Regions from separate parts of the Sus scrofa genome. Here region 2 is linked to region 1. The links are chromatin contacts, called in public HiChIP or PLAC-seq maps. All regions are on one chromosome and are shown on one strand. Each heading gives the region's core, a stretch centred on a gene start, on an enhancer-like site or on the middle of the called end of the contact. The rest is flanking DNA. Distances are from core to core; before and after follow the strand shown. Region 1 holds the start of LYSMD1 (LysM domain containing 1). Region 2 overlaps GABPB2 (GA-binding protein subunit beta-2).

Region 1 (2,700 bases), core at 138-2,637:
CAACTGTTATAGTGAGGAGCTCTGTGCAGAGCACTCTGGGTAATAAGTCGAGTCTGGGTTAACAGAGGAGCCTGGCATGGAGATGGGAGACAAAGTCAGAACCTTCAGAGCTAGAAAGAATCCAGAGCCTTCAAGCCTAAGGTGTGCAGCCTGGAACACACCCTCCCCTCTCTGATTACCTCTGCTTTGGTCTCTTCTCTCCTCAATTCATTCTGTTGTCTTGGATTTGGCTCCAGGCCCTTTCCTGGGTGCTTCTTGCCATAGAAAAGCTGCAGGCCTCAGGAGAAAGGGAAAGAGAATTAAAAGGAGGGCACCCAGAGTGAATAAACCCTTTAAGGGTTTATTCTCTATGCTCTGTCTTCCCACAAACTTACTGGACAGATGTTTCTTGCCTGCACGGTGGGCAGTCAACATGGCCAGGGTGTCCAGTACCGGTCGGTGAGGACAGATGGCACAAGCAAAGCTAGAGAGGAGGAGAGAAGATAATTGGTTCCTGGGGAGTGGAGTCTCTGCCATAGGTTCCACCACAGCCTAGAACTCCTTTCCAAAGCCCAAATCCCAAGTCTCCCAGTCTCCACCACCAACATCCCTGTTACTCACTCCCCGCCAAAGATTCCTTGTTCTTTCCAATCTGCTTAATAACAAAAGTTTGTTGAGCCTCTAACCGCAGAACCCCCAGGCTTGATCCACTCCTAGTCCTCACCGTCCATCCCGTAGCATCAACGCCTCATCCTCTGGGATGTAACTCGCCAGCAGGTCCCCGACTCTCCGTTTCTGCAGGGAACAAGGGAAGAAATGAGGACGGGGTCAGCTGGATATGAGGGAGGAACAAAAAGGAAATGACAAGGACGAGGACTCAAAGGGAATAAAGGCCACAAGAAGGGTAGAGATCTGGGCTGAAGAAGGGGTGTCGGCCCAGTTCCAATCGTCTGGCTTCCTCCGCCCCCCTCCCCCGAGTTGTTGCCACAGCAACAAAACAGCTCCCTCACAGCCTTCAGACGGCAACTGAAGCTGCTCCAGATGCTCTCCTCTCGCGCTTACTTTGAGCACATTGAGTTGACTCCAATCGTCCCCTTCCCTCTTGAAAGACATCACGACTGTGAGAGCCCCAGAAATATAAGTTTTATCGCGCCGCGTTCGCCACTCCTTTCAGGCCACCGTAGCAAGAGTGGGACGTCTCCTTTCTTTCCTGTCTCTTTCCGGTTGGCCCCCTTACTTCCGGGATGCGCTTCCACGCATGCGCCGCGCGATCCCGAAAACCCGCCTCTAGCCCATAGAGGGGACTGCATTTCCTATGGTGCTCTGCGACCCCGCCGGCGCGGAGCCTTTTGGGAAATGAAGTCTTTTTTCAAAGAGCTTGCCGCCCTGCCCGATTCAGGCCCTTGCATCTTGGCAGATTAGAGGCGTTTGGAGAAAGAGGAACCTAGCTGTGGATCCCGAGTTTGAGAGTGTGACTGATTTGATGCGGAGCGTACCTTTGAGGATCTCTCAGGGGAAAGTGTGCTACAGATTCTCGCGGTCATCACGCCCTTCGCCTGAGGCCACAGCCCACCTGGAGTGGGCCTGATTAGTTCCCGACCCTAGCGACCAAGCCCGGGACGCGCGGAATCGGGGTTGGGGGCTGGGAGGTCTGGCGGACCGACCTGGGGGCAAACTCTGTAGTGTAGAGGAGGGTGTCTAGTGGTCAAAGGTCAGAGGTCAATGTCGCGAGTTGTGGGGGATCGAAAGTCGGAGGGGTACTAAGGAGAAACTCAGGTAGGGACTGAACAGTCAGGTTACAGGTTTGTGGGAAAAGGCCTTGGAAGGCGGGGAAGCCAGGAGTCAGAGGTCGCCTAGTGGGGGGAAGGCGGAGAGACTTAGGAGAGAACACAGAAAGGGAAAGGAATCCTCCAGATTTTCATTCCCAGACCCCGGGCCTGTCACTATCGGTCACTTGGCCGGGCCTCCCGCAGTTGCAACTCCAGTTGTCCGCAGGGTGAGGAGATGGCCTCTCCCTCTAGACAGGCCCCCCTCGGGGGGTCAGGACTGCTTCAAGGGAGCCGGGCTCGTTCTTATGGAAGCCTTGTGCAGTCTGCCTGCTCCCCGGTGAGGGAAAGACGCCTGGAGCATCAGTTGGCGCCCGGAGACACCCTGGCTGGACTAGCACTCAAATACGGGGTGACGGTGAGTCTTCCAGGATTGGGACGCAGACACTCAGAAAAGATTTATTCCTCATGAGGATATAGTGGCCCTCTGGGCAACTTCACCTGAAATTTTCCTAATTGTGTCTAAATTAGTTAATTGTGATAAATTAATTGACAAGGGTCCCATCTCGTGTTGCACTGTCTGGTTGAGACAAATCCTGTCTCAATATCCCGGTGGAGGTGAGCAGCTCTTATTTATTATACCAGTCACTATACTAAAGACTTTACATCCATTAGCGCATCTGATCGTCACATCCCTATCAAGCATACAATTATTATACCCTTTTTATAGGTGAAGAAACTGAGACTTAGATTGGTTAACCAATTTGACCAAGGTCAAATAACTAGTAAGTGCTGGAGTGAATATTCAAACAAATCTATCTTACTCCAAAGCCCATACCCTTTTGTTTTATTTTGTTTTGGCCAGGGATTGGCCAGGAAGTTCCTGGGCTAGGTATTGAACCCTCACCACAACAGAGACACAGCAGTGATGCCACCAGACCCTCAACCCACTGAG
Region 2 (2,736 bases), core at 76-2,575, 62 kb after region 1:
AGCAATGCCAGATCCAATCCTCATCTGTGACTTACATGACAGCTCTCAGCAATGCCGGATCCTTAACCCACTGTGTGAGGCCAGAGATTGAACCCGTGTCCTCATGGACACTAGTTGGGTTCATTACAGCTGAGCCATGATTGGCACGCCCCTATTTTATTCTAATTCTCTCATAAAATACTCAGGGAACCATGGAACTCCCATTGTGGCACAGCAGAAATATACATATACACTCAGGGAACCAAACAGTCTGAGTGGAACATAGTGCTTGACCTCTAGAAAGGAGACTGTATGTATCTATTGACTACAAAAGAGCAATATTCAAAACTACAGCTTATACCCTCATTTTCCTATTTTCATGTTTTTCTTATCACTGAGACTATCCTACCAAATGCTGACATAGGAACACACAAATGAAATAAATAAGGAGAGTTCCCGTCGTCGCTCAGTGGTTAACAAATCCAACTAGGAACCATGAGGTTGTGGGTTCGATCCCTGGCCTTGCTCAGTGGGTTAAGGATCCGGCATTGCCGTGAGCTGTGGTGTAGGTTGCAGACTCGGCTCGGATCCCATGTTGCTGTGGCTCTGGTGTAGGCTGGCAGCTATAGCTCCAATTCGACCCCTAGCCTGGGAACCTCCATATGTCGCGGGAACGGCCCAAGAAATAGCAAAAAGACAAAAACAAAAAAAAAACAAAAACAAAAAAACAAAAAAAAACCTCCCAAAAAACAAGGAATAGCAATTTTTAGGGTTTTTAATTTTTTTTTATCTTTTTAGGGCAGCACCCATGACATATGGAGGTTCCCAGGCTAAGGGGTCCAATCAGAGCTGTAGCTGCTGGCCTACACCTACACCACAGCCACAGCAACGCCAGATCCGAGCCGTGTCTGTGATCAACACCACAGCTCACAGCAACACCAGATCCTTAACCCACTGAGCGAGGCCAGGGATTGAACCCCCAACCTCATGGTTCCTAGCCAGATTAATTGCTACTTTGCCAAGACAGGAACTCCAGGAACAAGCAATTTTTAGATATATCCTTCATGGAGGTTGGAATATATGTGACAATGTCAATGTCACTAGTAATAAATAAAACAACGCTGTTAATATTTTACCACAGTTAAACACCCCCCCACACACACACAATAAGGCTTTTTTTTTTTTTTTTTTGGCTTTTTAGGGCCGCACCTGAGGCATATGGAGGTTCTAAGGCTAGGGGTCCAATTGGAGCTACAACTGCTAGCCTACACCACAGCCACAGCAATTCAGGATCCGAGCCTCATCTGCAACATACACAACTCACGGCAACGTCAGATCCTTAACCCACTGAGCAAGGCCAGGGATCAAACCTGCAACCTCATGGTTCCTAGTCAGATTCATTTCTACTTCACCTTCGAGGGAACTCCACAATAAGGCTATTAATTAAAGTTCAAGTAAGACAAACATCAGGTAGGCCACCAAGCTAAAGAAGAATACCTGGGTAGAACTGCTTCATTAGAAAGGCATTATCTGCTTTTAAGCATGATTCCAACCGAAGTGTACTTTCCCTTTGAGTCAAACATAAATGACTCACCCAACTTCCCCTCAACAGTAAAATTAAGAAAGAACACTTGTGAAATATTAGATGTAGTATTCTGACACACGCAGTTCAAACTGAATAGAGACAATGCAAATTACCTCTTTAGACTTATCCCAGGGAGTTCTAGGAAAAGTATTTTATTGTTCAATGTTAATTGCTTGGGGAGTGGGGGGGTGCACTGAGGGTTTGGGATGGAAATGCTATAAAATTTGGTTGTGATGATCATTATACAACTATAAAATGTAACAAAATTCATTGAGGAATTAAAAAAATAATGTTAATTGCTTCATTCTCCTTAATATAAGACCCTGTATCTAACAAACTAAAATGTGCACGGTTGCTGTTGCTTTTGGAAGGGAAATGGCATTGTTAGTGACAACTTGTTACTTGTTCAAAATGGGGGTTATATAAATAAGATTTTTAGACTAGGATTTAGGGGAGTGTGCTATGATCAGCTATGCAACCTCAATAAGTTAGTGAAAACTAAATCCAGAAAAATAGAGTAACTTGCCCAAGGTCGTATAGCTAGTAAATATAAGAACCCAGATGAGAACCTATTTCATTGGATAGCAAAGCCTCTACTATTTATGAATCAACACAAAACAATTTATTTATTTACTATTATTATTATTTTTAGGGGCGCACTCACAGCATATGGAGGTTCCCAGCCTAGGGGTCAAACTGGAGCTACCACTATAGGCTTATGTCACAGCCACAGCAACACAGGATCTAAGCTGCGTCTTCGACCTATACCACAGCTCAGGGCGACGCCAGATCCTTAACCCACTGAGGCCAGGGATCAAATCCACAACCTCATGGTTCCTAGTCAGATTTGTTTCCACTGAGCCACGACGGGAACTCCAACACAAAACAATTTATATTTGACTTTAGCGTACATCTTAGGATTCTGCAGAAAGAGGAAATTTATCTTCATAACGTTGTTTTGCCCTGATTCATGTTTAAATTAGCGTGCCTTCCAAAATCATTGCAGTTTGATAGTGACACTGATGATGAGGAATATCTTTAGTCACAAATGGGAAACTGAAAGCAAACTTTGTAATCTGGATTTTGGTATCAAAAATATTCATCAAGGAGCTCCCATCATGGTGCAGCAGAAACAAATCTGACTAGGAACCATGAGGTTGCAGGTTCGATCC

Evidence for each region. HiChIP or PLAC-seq counts read pairs in DNA pulled down with a chosen protein or histone mark.
Region 2: a contact with region 1 is called in an H3K27ac HiChIP or PLAC-seq map of alveolar macrophages. The contact joins the enhancer-like site here to the promoter of LYSMD1 in region 1. A contact is called at or near these places in 21 of 47 Hi-C or Micro-C datasets (adipose tissue, alveolar macrophages, brain and 13 more) and 2 of 2 datasets of contacts at active chromatin or transcription factors (alveolar macrophages and skeletal muscle).

The regions. Positions count from the first base shown.
Region 1 is chr4:98,081,164-98,083,863 of Sscrofa11.1, forward strand. LYSMD1 (LysM domain containing 1) reads left to right here and starts at 1,388. Exons shown (of 3, transcript NM_001243501.1): 1 at 1,388-2,163. The coding sequence starts at 1,984. It overlaps SCNM1 (sodium channel modifier 1), which reads right to left and starts at 1,211. Exons shown (of 7, transcript XM_001929657.4): 1 at 1,042-1,211; 2 at 704-774; 3 at 375-463; 4 at 180-277; 5 at 1-71. The coding sequence starts at 1,092.
Region 2 is chr4:98,143,031-98,145,766 of Sscrofa11.1, forward strand. All of the region lies in intron 5 of GABPB2 (GA-binding protein subunit beta-2), which reads right to left. Among named protein-coding and RNA genes, the nearest start is that of GABPB2, 20 kb to the right of the region's middle. Within about 2 kb of position 1,326, at least 2 of the 83 cell types and tissues checked have an H3K27ac peak or open chromatin away from gene starts, as enhancers often do. A contact at or near this core is called in alveolar macrophages, where this site is marked.